Regions from separate parts of the Mus musculus genome. Here region 2 is linked to region 1. Evidence: chromatin contacts called from public ChIA-PET data. All regions are on one chromosome and are shown on one strand. Each heading gives the region's core, a stretch centred on a gene start, on an enhancer-like site or on the middle of the called end of the contact. The rest is flanking DNA. Distances are from core to core; before and after follow the strand shown.

Region 1 (6,889 bases), core at 1,941-4,440:
AGCTGGACACACCCTAAGGGCAAAGACTCCCACACCTGTGAATGGAAAACCCTGGAAAATGTTGACGTTGCTGGGTGTGGTGGCACACACGCCTTTACTCCCAGCAGTAGGACCACGGAGGTGAGGCCCACCCGTTTGCTGAGTTCAAGGTTAGACTGCTTTACATGAGGCTAGCCAGGGCTATACAGTAAGACCCTGTCTCAAAACCACAGAAAAGGCCAGGCATGGTGGCACACGCCTTTAATCCCAGCACTTGGGAGGCTGAGGCAGGCGGATTTCTGAGTTAGTTTGAGGCCAGCCTGGTCTATAAAGTGAGTTCCAGGACAGCCAGGGCTACACAGAGAAACCAAAATCTCGAAAAAAACCAAAAAAAAAAACAAAACAAAAACCCCAAAACAGAAAAGGTTTAAAAAATGTTGACATTACAATTTATAAAATAGCTATTCTAAATGCATATGTAACCTATAGCTGCTACTCCTTCCTTCCTTCCTTCCTTCCTTCCTTCCTTCCTTCCTTCCTTCCTTCCTTCCTTCCTTCCTTCCTTCCTTCCTTCTTTTCTCTCTTTCTTCCTTCCCTTTAGGAAACTGTAGACTACATTGTGGTTAAGACTTGTATCTTTCTAAAAAAAATGAACCTTTATTTATTTTTTTGAGGTAGTTAGTTTTGTTTAACAACGGAAGGGAATTTGGATTCGGGTTATGTTTTTCACATTCGGGATAGGTTTAATTTACAAATGCAATCATTAGTGACCATGTAATAATTATCTTCACATGGATATTATAATAGGTTTTATATATTATACATTAGATGTTAGAGTTTTAAAGTAATTTTTATTAGATATTTTCTTTATTTACATTTCAAATGTTATCCCCTTTCCTGGTTTCCCCTCGGAAAACCCCCTCATCCCTCCCCCTCCCCCTCCCCGCTGCTCACCAACCCATCCACTCCTTCCTGGCCCTAGCATTCCCTACACTGGGGCATAGAACCTTCACAGGACCAAGGGCCTTTGATGACCGACTAGGCCAACCTTTATTTTATATCTACGATTTTTTTTTTTTTTTGGTATGTATCAGTGCAACCCATATACACATATATGCAGTGCCTTCAGAGGCCAGAAGAGGGCGCTAGATTGTTTGGGACTGGACTCGAGTTATCCATGGCTGTCAGCTGCCTGGTGGGTGCTGGGAATTGAACCGGGGTCCTCTGGAAGAGCAGCTAGGCTGGGCCATCTCTCCACACTCCCCTCCAAAAACATTTAAAAAACAAAAACAAAAACCCACAAAGCACAAAGATGGGCTCTTCGGCTTCAGGCGAGTGGACTAGAAAGTGGAGAAAACTCACATGCTCCTGCCACGAGCAGGTCAGGGCTTCATGAACTCTATTGCTTAAGCACAGGGGATTGATCAAACTCCAGTTTTGCTCAGTGTGTAAGAAAATCTGTAAATAATTTCATCAGCTTGATCCCACTTACACTTGATCTTTCAAAAAATCCTGTTCCACTTAAAAATCTGTTTGCAGCTTCCTAAACGGTTCTCGGGTTGAGCCAGTCCTTGGCTCTGGCCCAGACCTCATGCCTGCTTGAGAACCACTGTCATCTTTAGGACAAAAAAGGGCTTTCCCCCCCCCCTCCACACATCTTCCTGTTCCAACAGAGTTGGTTTTGTTTTTCTTTATTCTAAGCTATTTCCCTTCCTGTTAGGCAGTGTTCTCAGACCTTAGTTATTATGTAGGTTGGTACTTTTTATAGAAGTATGCTTTTCTTATAATACAGCTTTTAGAAAGTGATTCTAAGACATTGATTTTTTTTTTTTAATGATAGGGGCGTGTCCATGCCATGGTGCGTATGTGGAGGCTCAGGCATCCTGGTGGAGTCAGCTGGAACTCAGGAGTCTGGGCTTTGCTTGCTAAGCTCTCTCTTACCAGCCCCCACAACACAGTTTTAGGGGTGGAAACCGATCCAGATATGGTTAGCATTTTTCCTTATGTCCTATAAGGATAAAAGGCCGTGGTTTGTAGACCTCAAACTCATGCTTAATAACTGATGCTTTTTGGTTTGGTTTTTCCAGACAGGGTTTCTCTGTGTAGCCCTGGCTGCCCTGGAACTTGATCTGTAGACCAGGCTGGCCTTGAATTCAGAGATCGCCGGTCTCCAGAGTGCTGGGATTAAAGATGCAGGCCACTACTTCCCGGTTTATTTTTAGAAATAATCTAGACATTTCATAATTATTACCAGATTTAGTATTATATAACCTTAAGATTTCAGGTTATTCAAATAGGTTTGTGATACCAAGTGAAATAAATAAATATTTTGTCATCTATCTTTACCCAATTTACACATTCTTAACAATTGTTCAAGGTGGTCATGTGTATGTTGAGACATTAAACAAAACTAACCCTGATGAAACATTTTTTCTACAACATATATATATATATATATATTTTATCAGTCTTTATTTAACAAGCACTCTGTAAAGTTACACATAGAAATTTTGTATGTCATATGATGGTTTTTAAAATCACCTACATACACTCACACATGTAACCTGAACAAACACACATAGTTTTAAAAGCTGTAATCAGAATATATTTATTGTAAATATTAATGGGGTTTTCAAAAATATTTTATTTATGTATGCTTATGCATCTATGTGCATGTGTATGCCTATCAGCCATTTGTCCTGGGTTTCTTTGAGACCTAACACTTTTCATGTTTTGTTTTTCTTTTCCCCTTGTAACACAATGAATGTAACTAGACTTATAGTGTGATGACTGACCAACCAGTTATGTATGGACATTTGGTCACTTTGCCAGTAGGGACACGGCTAAAGAAAATGTCTCTCCTCCAGTAATGGTTAACCTCTTACAAATTCTCAGGGAGGGGCGGGGCCTCGTGAGCTCCTCCCCTCTCTATGATGGGATGCTAATGAGCCAGATCTTGTTGCAGGTCTTGTGGGGATAAACACCGCTGCTGTGGGTTCAGAGTTCATCTGCCCTGTCATGCCCTGTCAGACAGTTCCACAGCACCCACCTCTCTCATTCTCTCTGCTCCCACTTCTGTGATGCTCTGAGGGGGCTTGATAAGCGCTCAACAGCTGCATATTCTCACCACTTCAAAGGGTCTTCGCGCAATTGTTTTGAGACAAAGTCTTGCTGTATAGCTCAGGCTGACTTTCAAACTCAGGATCCCTCTGGCCCAGCCTGTTTCAGATGTTGAGGTCACAGGCGTGCACCGGCACATTCAATGAAACAAACAATAATAAACAAGTCCCTTATAAAATGTCGTTTTTTTGAAGCATGTGTGTGGGAGAGTCTGTGTGTCTGGGCATGTGCACATGAGAGCAGTACCTATGGGGGCAGAGGCACCAGATCTGTTTGAGGCCTGCACTATGGGTGGCTGAGAGCCACTCAGAATAGGTGCTGGGAACCAAAGCCAAGTCTTTTGCAAGAGCAGCAAGTGCTCTTGACCAATGAGTTTATCTCTCCAGCTCCATTAAACGAAGCTTATCTACTTAGCATTTCATCCAAGTTGCCAGGGCTACACAGAAAAGAAAAGAAGGAGAAGGAGAAGGAGAAGGAGAAGGAGAAGGAGAAGGAGAAGGAGAAGGAGAAGGAGAAGGAGAAGAAGAAGAAGAAGAAGAAGAAGAAGAAGAAGAAGAAGAAGAAGAAGAAGAAGAAGAAGAAGAAGAAGAAGAAGAAGAAGAAGAAGAAGAAGAAGGAGAAGAAGGAGAAGAAGAAGAAGCAGCAGCAGCTAAACAGGACATTTTAAGGTAGGGATCATGGGTTGAGACTTTCTCTGTAGCTAAGGATGCGTTTAAATATCTGATCCTTCTGCCTCCATCCTCTTAAGAGCTGGAATAACAAACAGGGCACCATACCCTGCACAAGCTTGTGTTTCTAAGTAATGAATGCCTAATTGTTTCTAAGTCAATTTTGTTCCATGTAAACAATATGCAAACATGAGTAGACAATACACACAAACATGCAAAAAATAGAAAACAAATATTGTACAGCTTTCTCATTTAAATTCATCTGTCAGTTTTCAGGTTGTATAATTGGCACAAGGAGGGTGGAGCTGCCGGCTGTGCAGCGTCAGGCAGTTTAGAACTGAAGTTTAAAAATTTTAAGTATAAGAAAAACGAGCCAGTTTACTTATTTCTCTTAAGTTTTTTTCCCACTGAAGGTGGGTATGGTAGCCCATGTCAAACCTCAGCACATACCGAGCTGAGTCCGTGAGAGGATTGTAGCCTGGGTTAATCCCACCGGTGGAGAGTACAATTTAAAGCCAAATTTGAAGCAAGCTTTAATCAAATAATAGCCAGGTTGAGAGACTCTCTGGCTCAGTCCATCTCTGGGTTTCCAGAAAATAGCCACCAGTCACGCCTTGCAAAGGCTTACGAAGGCAACCCCACAAAGCCACCATATTTCGATCAGAACCAATCAGGGACACCTCCTGCTTACATCCAATCAGCGGCGAGCTTCCATCCAATCAGCAGCGAGCATACATCCTGATGTATTTTCTGCTCGTGTACCTCCCGCCCACACGTGACCAAGCACATCTAGTGTAGTTGGGTCAAGCAAACTTGCTTAGGGGAGTGAGAACGTGTATCTCCCATAAACATTAGTCTCCAGCGTTTCAGGGAGTATTTGTTCTAGTATTTGGTCTAGAGACATATTTGTTTCATGGATCTCTTAGGCACAGGAATTAAAACAGAACTTTGGCTCTCACACCTGGACTACCTCGTGAGTTTCCAGGCCAGCCAGGGCTACAGGAAATAAACCCAGACTCTCTTTTCATTATAAATAAAATTGTAAGGACTTCTGGATATTGTCTGTCATTCAGATTGACAGATGGGACAGGTTTTTTTACTTTGACCATGACTATTAGCTGTTTTGATGCTTTTTTTTTTCCCCAATGACTTTCAGAAAGGAATTGTAGGCAGTGTCTGTCAGTTGCTGAAACCCTCTTTTGCAAGTCGATTACTTATTTTATGTGTAGGAGTGTCTTGCCTGTGTATCCGTACACTACAAGCGGGCCTAATGACCGAGGAGGCCAGAAGACGACATCGAATACCCTGGGGCTGATGTTTCAGACTTGTGTGAGCTCTCCTTTCGGTGCTGGGACTCGAACCAGGGTCCTCTGGAAGAGCAGTCAGAGCTCTTAACCACTGAGCCACCTCTCCAGCCTGTTCCTGGTACTCTTGACCGTCAATGAGCTGCTTGATTCTAGTGTATAATTTCCCATCTCTCTCTCAACTCAGTTAAACTGATGTTACCTTTTTCCTTTGCAAATCTGTTGGGGGTGGGGGTGGGGGTGGCATAGACATGTCACGTGTGCTGCTTGCTCTGCTTCCTCAGACCCTTGAGACAGGGTCTCTCACTGAATCTGGGGCGAGGCTGATGGCAATCAGGTGACGTCAGTCCTCCCCTCTTCCCCATCTCATCCCCTGGGCTCGCACCTGGCCTTCTGTGGTGCTCTGGGGCAATGGATTCTGATCCCCATGTTTGTGCAACCAGCACTCTCACCCGCTGAGCTATATCCTCAGCCACCGCTACGAGGTTTTAAGTGATGAACTAAAAAGCCACACTATCAACACATAGTTGCCCAATTAAGTCCTTTTAACCCAACTTCTTTTCTCATCAGAGGTAGCCCTTTAATGAGCAGAGCAGAGATTTCTATGTCCACCAACCTGGAAAAGCCTCCCTTGAGTTTTCTTCCCCACTTTTCTCTGTCTCTGTTTTCACTCTCTCTGTGTCTCTGTCTCTTTCTAGTTGTTTGAACAAGGCCACTCTTATGAAACTTGGAGCTCACTATGTTGACCTGGCTGACTTTGAACCTGTAGGCTTCTGCTTGCCAAATGCTAAGATTAAAGGCATGCAGCACCGTGCCCTGCCCTCCTTCCCACCTTATCACAGGGTTTAGTCATTTTAGCAATTCACTGTAGGTTTTAAAACACTTTCTATTGCATCTAAATTTAGACACACCCAGTCACAAATTATGGGTGTGTGTCTGTGTCTCTGTGTGTCTCTGTGTGTCTGTGTCCAAATATCTAGTGGATTAAAAAAAAATTAGGACTATCCCACATGATGGTGGTGCATGCCTTCAACCTCAGCACTTGGGAGGCAGAAGCAGGCAGATCTCTGAGTTATAGGCCAGCCTGGTCTACGAAGTGAGTTCCAGGACAGCCAAGGCTACACAGAGAAACCCTGCCTCAAAACAAGAAAAATTGGGAATATCCAAATGTTCCCCATTAAGGGAGCTATAAGTCCGAGTTTTCATCAGTTAAATTATCTTGTTTTCTAAGTATTTACAAATTGAGACACTATAATTATGAAACATGAATCCAGCCAGAGCATCAGAAAAAAATTCTACTTGCCTTTCCCTTGAATTGCTGTTTCTTAAGTCCGTGGGGCCTTCCACTCAGCCTGAAATCACAGCGTTCTATGCCCAATCATGGGGCACAGTCTAGGTTAGTCTGGGTATGATTTTTGAAGGTGGCTTCCTCAGTTTTATCCTAAGGCTGGTTCCTCTACTTCTCAGGTCTGTCCTGCATTTTTTTTTTCATTTTTACACACACACACACACACACACACACACACACACATATATAAATATATATTGTTTGTTTGTTTGTTTTTGAGACAGGGTTTCTCTGTGTAGCCCTGGCTGTCCTGGAACTCACTCTGTAGACCAGGCTGTCCTCGAACTCAGAAATCTGCTTGCCTCTGCCTCCCAAGTGCTGGGATTAAAGGCGTGCACCACCACCGCCCCGCTTCTATCCTGCATATTTATCTCATGAACATGTGTGTGCTCCTGATGCTGCTGATCACTCCTAACATATACCTTACTGGAGGAGCCAATAAAGTGGCTTCTGACCCAAGAATCAGGTCT
Region 2 (6,889 bases), core at 1,727-4,226, 34 kb after region 1:
CTCGGAAACAAAGAAGACACTAATTTGGTTGCTTGATAAAATCCACCTTTGGAATTATGACATAATCCCTCCCCTGTGAAAAACAGGTCCCCCTCCCCCACTCTCAAAGAAAATAATCAAATCAAAGCGTGTGTTACTTGCTTAAGAGCCCTTTCGAGTCACCAAGCCTTTAAGTCCCAGCACTTGGGAGGTAGAGGGAAAGAAAAAAAAAAAAAAACAACCCAGTTGATCAGTAACATTTATTTCAGTTTGTACCAACTTCTGGAGAGTAAATCTTTGTACTTAAAGTTGGATCGACCTGCTATTTCCCCACAAAATACAAATGGGTTTTTAAATGAAAACACTTTTTTTTTTCACTTGCTAATCAATTTTCCCAAGGTCAAAGTTCTGGCTACCACAAACGTTAGCCAGTAGGAGGTTTTACTGCAGGCAGGAAGCTAATCAGCGTGAAAAGCTACAGGCGGTGGTAAACTCTCTGTCATAGACTAGCTGAAGGCAAGAAGAGGGCATTCTCCCATCTAAAGAAGTCTTAGGCTCTGTGGTGGCAGCACACCCCTTTAACCCCAGCAGTTGGGAGGCAGAGGCAGGCAGATCTCTGAGTTCCAGGCCTGCCAGATCTATAGAGTGAATACTAGGACTACACAGAAAAACCCTGTCCCAACACACACACACACACACACACACACACACACACCCCAACAGGAAGAAGAAAAGAAGAAACATGCTTGTTCTGGAAGCTGAATTGGGGGGCAGATTATGCAGGAGATGGGTGATTGCAGACTGGTGACTGCTTTCTCATGGCTGAAGGTTTGTGGCCAAAGGACTCACAACTAATTCTTAATTGCTGGTCAGAAGATGATTTTCAGTCATGCAAATCTTAAGAACACAAATGCCCATTTCTTCATTTAATCTTTTTGTAAAATTTATTTTCAATTTATGTGAAATGGTGTTTTGTCTGTATGTATGTCTGTGTGAGGGTTGTCGGATCCCCTGGAACTGGAGTTATAGACAGTTTGTGGGTGCTGGGAATTGAACCTGGGTCCTCTGGAAGAGCAGACAGTGCTCTTGACCACTGAGCCATCTCTCCAGCTCTTCATCTATTTTTTTTAAAAAGTATTTGTTTGTTCGTCTGTTTGTTTATGGGTTATTAAGGCAGGGCTTCTTCTTTGTGTAACCTTGGCTGTCCTGGAACTCTGGAGTCCAGGCTGGCCTTGAACTCAACAGAGATCCATAGGCCCCAGATTCCCCAGTGCTGGGATTAAAGGCGTGTGCCCAGTTTAAGTATTTGTTTTAATAAACAAATTCTTTTTAAAATTATGTATGTGTCTGTGCGTGGGGTTGTGCATGTGATTTCAAGTGCCCGCAGAAGTCAGGGGGATTGGATCTCTTGGAGCTGGTTGTGAGCTGCCTGAGGAAGGTGCTGGGAGCTGGGAAGAGAAGCAAGTGCTCTTAACTGCCGAGCCATTACTCTAGCACCCCTCTTGTCAGTGGTTGGTTTGCCAAGGACCAGTTCTTGGCAGAGTACACACTGTCCGGCTAGAGGGTGTAGCTAGCTGCCCTAGTCCTCTTGCTGATCACCAAATTCAGGGTAATGAAAGAAAACAAGCTTCCCCTAGTCATTGTGAAAGATAAGGTCAGAGCAGGTTAAAACAGCAGAGCAGCGATCTGGCAGCTCACAAATATTATTATCTCCCTAGGCATAGGGGACTCCGGTGAGTGCCATGCACCATAACTCATGCCTTGAGAGAGGCCAGAGGGTTTTCTAGAGTGGCAGGTGTGTGTGTTGTATACATTTTAAACGACTGAACAATTTTCAAGTCACAACTTCTCCAGTCTTTAAAGCAGGAGAGAGGCAGGGCTCATGCTTTTAATCCCACCGTTTGGAAGTGTGAGGCAGGCAGATCATTTGAATTAAAGGCCTTCCTGGTGGTCGACATAGAGAACTCCAGGCCAGACAGAGCTGCACTGTGAGACTTGGTCTCAAAAAGTAAAACAAAGCACAACAAAAGAATGACACCCAGCACTTGGGAGGCAGAGGCAGGTGGATTTCTGAGTTCGAGGCCAACCTGGTCTACAAAGTGAGCTCCAGGACAGCCAGGGCTATACAGAGAAACCCTGTCTCGAAAAAACAAAAAAAAAAAACAAAAAAAAAAAAAACAAAAAAAAGAATGACTCCAGTAGAAGTATAAACAAGGATGGGGGTGAGGGTGTGTGGGACAACGACTCGTGAGCCCTCACCCTAGACAAAGAGCCACAGGTGACCGAGGAATGCTTAGACTGAGGTAATCTTCCCTAGGACAGAGAACACCAATACCAGATTAGCCCCGAAAATGTATACACACAAGAGACATTAACCAGACTGAGCAAGTTGTATTTATATATTTAGAAACACACATACATACATACATAAGAACTGTTAAAAAAAGAGACTGAATGTAAAAGAGAACAAGGTGTGGGGGGGGGCGGGGTGAAGGTATTTGGGAAGGTTTGGAAGGAAGAAAGGGAAAACAGACAGGAAATTATTGTAATCTCGGAAAAAAAAAAGCTAAAAAGAAAAAAAATATTTAAAAAAGAGCACAAGGTTGCTTATCACCAGAATATTTGCTCCACCCTGCCTGCCCCAGCAAGGTCACCTGTTAGTTAGCTCATCTTTCTCAGGGCAACTAGACCACAGCATTTTTGCGAACACGCCCCCTTTTCCGGTGGAAAGTGAGGGAGAATCGGTGTTTCTATCTCGGAGGTTCCAGCTCCCCGGATTCTTGGCTTTTTGTAGACTCAGTTCTTCCTTTTATAAGTCGAGGGGGTCTAACCAGAAGCTTGTCTTGTGTAACTGCGGGGGTTTAGGGGCCACCCAGGAGGGCGGGGCTCAGGGGCGGGGAGAGATCCATGACGCAAGAGGCTCCGGCCAATGAAAATATCTCGCGGCGCCGGCCGAGTCGCCCTGCCATAAAAAGAGAGGCGCGGCGGGGCTCCCCAGCCGGCGACTGCCCTAGACTCCGAGAGTGTCCCTAGGTGCTGAGCCCCAGTCCGGGTGACGGCCACAGGTTACGGCCGCCGGCTAAGCTGAGCCGCAGCGCTTGTTAGCACCCTAGGGTGTCTCGGGAGCGGTCGCGCCGGGTCCATGGAGAAGCCGCGGGGAGTCAGGTGCACCAATGGGTTCTCCGAGCGGGAGCTGCCGCGGCCCGGGGCCAGCCCGCCTGCCGAGAAGTCCCGGCCGCCCGAGGCCAAGGGCGCACAGCCGGCCGACGCCTGGAAGGCAGGGCGGCACCGCAGCGAGGAGGAAAACCAGGTGAACCTCCCCAAACTGGCGGCCGCTTACTCGTCCATTCTGCTCTCGCTGGGCGAGGACCCCCAGCGGCAGGGGCTGCTCAAGACGCCCTGGAGGGCGGCCACCGCCATGCAGTACTTCACCAAGGGATACCAGGAGACCATCTCAGGTCCGTGCGTGCGCCGGGGTGTGCTGGGCGCCAGGAGGCGGCTTCAGGAAGCGTGGGCAGCTCCGGGAACTTTCCCGAGTTGCTTCACTTTTGGCGCAGGGAGCCAAGTTGTCAGGTCCCGGTCCCAGCTGTGGCCCCAGAGCCTCCACCTGGCGGAGGCGAGGGTCCCTCCTGGCTGGCACTCAGGGCTCTGGGGAGGGTGAATGCATAGCCACTACACTGAACTCCGGGGCGGGAAGGGATGTGAGACCCTCTTACCCCAGCGCTCAGAACGCGATTAGGCACGTGCAGCATCCACCGTTCCCCCCCCCCCCCGCAAGGATCCCGTGGACACTTGTTGATGGGACGCGTCTTGCTTTTGGGTGAAGCCAGGTTTCCGTTACACCCCGTGAGCCAAGTAAAGTTAGGTACTTGTAATGGGGTAGGGAACTTCAGAGAACTGGAATTTGCATCCAACTACTCTAGCTTAGGACTTTACACCAAAATTTGGCACAATTCTGGATTCGGACTTCCTAGCAGTTTGAGGTGTGGACTTTTCTTGAGCTAGCATTATTGCTGAAAGTCTTTAATGTTTGCTCCCTCAAAGAATAAAGGGACACTCCACCCCACCCCCGCGCTGATACTCTGATGGTTGAAGTTCACTGGACCTGGGATTCCGTGCTTTTGCCCTCCTAGCCACCCACCTCCACCCCCGCCGCCTAAAATCCACAGTCTGAGCCTGCTGGCATCAAGTCTTTCCCAGCCAGTGACGAGGCAGTTGCTGTGGGTACAGAGGCAGGGTGAAGAGGAAGTGGAAAGCAGGGCCTTGCTGCCTATTTGGTTAAGCAGTGTTGGCCTTTATAAAAAAGAAGCTCTGGTTCCTTTGGCTGAGTTCAAAGGCCTCATTTCCAGTTTACATCTGGGCATCTCTGTGACGTGTGTCTTTGCCTCCACCATTACACACGGAAAAAACAAAAAACCAAAAACAAACCACACTGCTTTGAAAGGTAGTAATCCTGTCTGTTCCTGAAGGCATTGAGAGCATGGGGACCCGTCCTAGAAAGAACAATTATTTCTGCCAAACCTTCCTCGACCTCAAAGGAAGGGTGGGAGATCAGAGCCTGAGAAGGGTGGGGCCCCAAAGGAAACGAAACTACTTCCTAATAATTCGAGGAAGTGGGCCCAGATCTAGTTCTGAGTCTGAGTTTCACCATTTTACACTTATTTGATGATGAAAGTTTGGATCTCAAAAGCAGAGTTTGAAAATGCAAAAACTGAAGAACAAATAGTCACTGAGATTTTTTTTCTGAGAGTTCAATATCTGGGAGTGTTAGTGTGTTTGACTGTCCAGGGTGTAACCAGGAGGAGTGTCTTGACAGAGCCTTGTTCACTCTGCCTCTTTTAGACGTAAAAGGTGGTCCTCACTGGCATCCTTCAGCTGAGCCCCTCCCTCCTGCCCATCTCATTACTCCCAGGGAGAGGAGCTTCTAGCCTGCTTTGAGAATGATTGTCACAGGCTTACTCAGGAGCTGAGATTCAGCTAAAGGAGTCTAAGGACTCCAAAGCAGCCCCCACTCCAATTTATTCATAGGAAGTCCATTGACCTAGAGACAGGATTTGTCTGTCAGCTGAGAAGACAGGGCTAGTGAGTGACAGCTTAATGGCTATGGAGTTTCCTTTTCTAGTGATAGAAATTAGACAGAGGTGCTAGTTACATAGCATCGTGATTACTGCTGAACTGTATGCTTTACAAACGGTTAAGATGAAGAATTTTATAGATATTCTACCACAATAAAAGTCATTGATTATTTGAACATTTTTTTGATTGCCATCAATTGAGTGTGTGTGTGTGTATGTGTATGTTTCCGAGACAGGGTTTCTCTGTGTATCCCTGGCTGTCCTGGAACTCACTTTGTAGACCAGGCTGGCCTCGAACTCAGAAATCTGCCTGCCTCTGCCTCCCGAGTGCTGGGACTAAAGGCTTGTGCCACCACACCTGGCTTTTTTTTTTTTTTTAAATATAGTTTTTGCTGGCATGGAGCCAGATATATAGGTAAACCAGACTAGTCTAGAACTAGGAGATCTGCCTGCCTCTGCCTCTGGAATGAAGAGTTTAAAGGTGTGAGCTACTCTGTGGCTGCCTCAATGGAATGGCCTTGGGTAACCCTGAACTTTGACATGAAGTGTCATTCTTTTATCCACATGAGGAAGCTAAGTGGGACGTTACACATGGTGGGAAGCAGGTAGTCTAGCCGCTGGTTGGTAGACACTTCCTTATGTTGCAATAGAGCAAGATGAATCAGTGCATTTTTCTACCAGGCATGTGGACAGAGAGAGGTGTGGACTGAGTAAGATCAACTTGTCACATGTAATAAAGTATAGTAAAGATTAAATGTTTAATAACCTAATTTTTGTATAACTTGTATTTATTTTTATTTCATATGCATTTGTATTTTGCCTCCATGTATGTCTGTATGTGGGATTGGATCTCTTGGAATTGCAGTTGTGAGCTGCCACATAGGTGCTGGGAATTGAACCCAGATCTTCTGGAAGAACACCCAGTGCTCTTAACCACTGAACCATCTCTCCCCTAAATGTTTAGTTTTAAATATGTTTTTATTAGTTTAAGAATTCTATTCATACCTGAGTGGTGAGAGCAGCAGCACACCTTTTATCCCACCAGAGGCTTGCAGATCTGAGTTCGAGGCCAGCCTGGTCTAGGGAGTGAGTTCCAAGGACTGCCAGGGCTACACAGAAACAACAAAGAATTCCATTCATATATACAATGTATTTAGATCAGATTTCCGCCTCACCCCTCCTAATTTTCTTTTATCCTTCTGTGCCCCACTCTTCCTTCCTGCCCTCCCCTTCCCAACTTTCTGCCTTTAAATTTTTATATTTATGTTTTAATAAATGTATATTTATAAATGTAAATTTGCGAAACCTATGGCGTCCATATGTTCATGGTTATGTGGCCATCCACTGGACTGTTTGGCCTGCTGGGAGTAACATCCTTAAAGAAACCGACTCTCCCAAGAAGCCATCAACTGAGATAAGAGACTTAGGTGTGGGGCTTGTGAGCCTCTCCCCATCCATGCTGGATTCTTGATAAAAAACCAAACCTGGCCAGGCATGGTGGCCCACGCCTTTAATCCCAGCACTTGGGAGGCAGAGGCAGGCGAATTTCTGAGTTCCAGGTCAGCCTTGTCTACAGAGTGAGTTCCAGGACAGCCAGGGCTACACAGAGAAACCCTGTCTTAAAAAAACCAAAAACCAAACCAAAACAAAAAACCCTAATTTTTCAAAAAAAGTAACAATTTCATAATAATTTCCATAAAGTTATTTTTTTATTTCACAGTATGAGTGTTTTGTCTTCCTGTACATATGTACACCACATGTACACAGGGGCCCTCGGAGGCTAGAGGAAGGCATCAGATCCCTTGAAACTGGAGTTACAGACGTGTGACCCAGCA

The links. ChIA-PET counts read pairs in DNA pulled down with a chosen protein or histone mark.
Region 2: an H3K27ac ChIA-PET map of liver shows a contact between it and region 1, with 3 times the contacts expected there. The contact joins the promoter of Gch1 here to the enhancer-like site in region 1. A contact is called at or near these places in 1 of 39 promoter capture datasets (liver), 14 of 484 Hi-C or Micro-C datasets (DN2 thymocytes, the G1E-ER4 cell line, bone marrow-derived DN3 thymocytes and 4 more), 8 of 115 datasets of contacts at active chromatin or transcription factors (the 230-238 cell line, bone marrow-derived macrophages, double positive thymocytes and 4 more) and 3 of 9 other capture datasets (adipose tissue, liver and pancreatic islet).

What each region holds. Positions count from the first base shown.
Region 1 is chr14:47,219,367-47,226,255 of GRCm38.p6, reverse strand. No RefSeq gene overlaps it. Among named protein-coding and RNA genes, the nearest start is that of Gch1, 33 kb to the right of the region's middle. Within about 2 kb of position 3,190, at least 23 of the 459 cell types and tissues checked have an H3K27ac peak or open chromatin away from gene starts, as enhancers often do. A contact at or near this core is called in DN2 thymocytes, double positive thymocytes, hepatocytes and 1 more, where this site is marked.
Region 2 is chr14:47,185,500-47,192,388 of GRCm38.p6, reverse strand. It overlaps Gch1 (GTP cyclohydrolase 1), which reads left to right and starts at 2,976. Exons shown (of 6, transcript NM_008102.4): 1 at 2,976-3,437. The coding sequence starts at 3,122.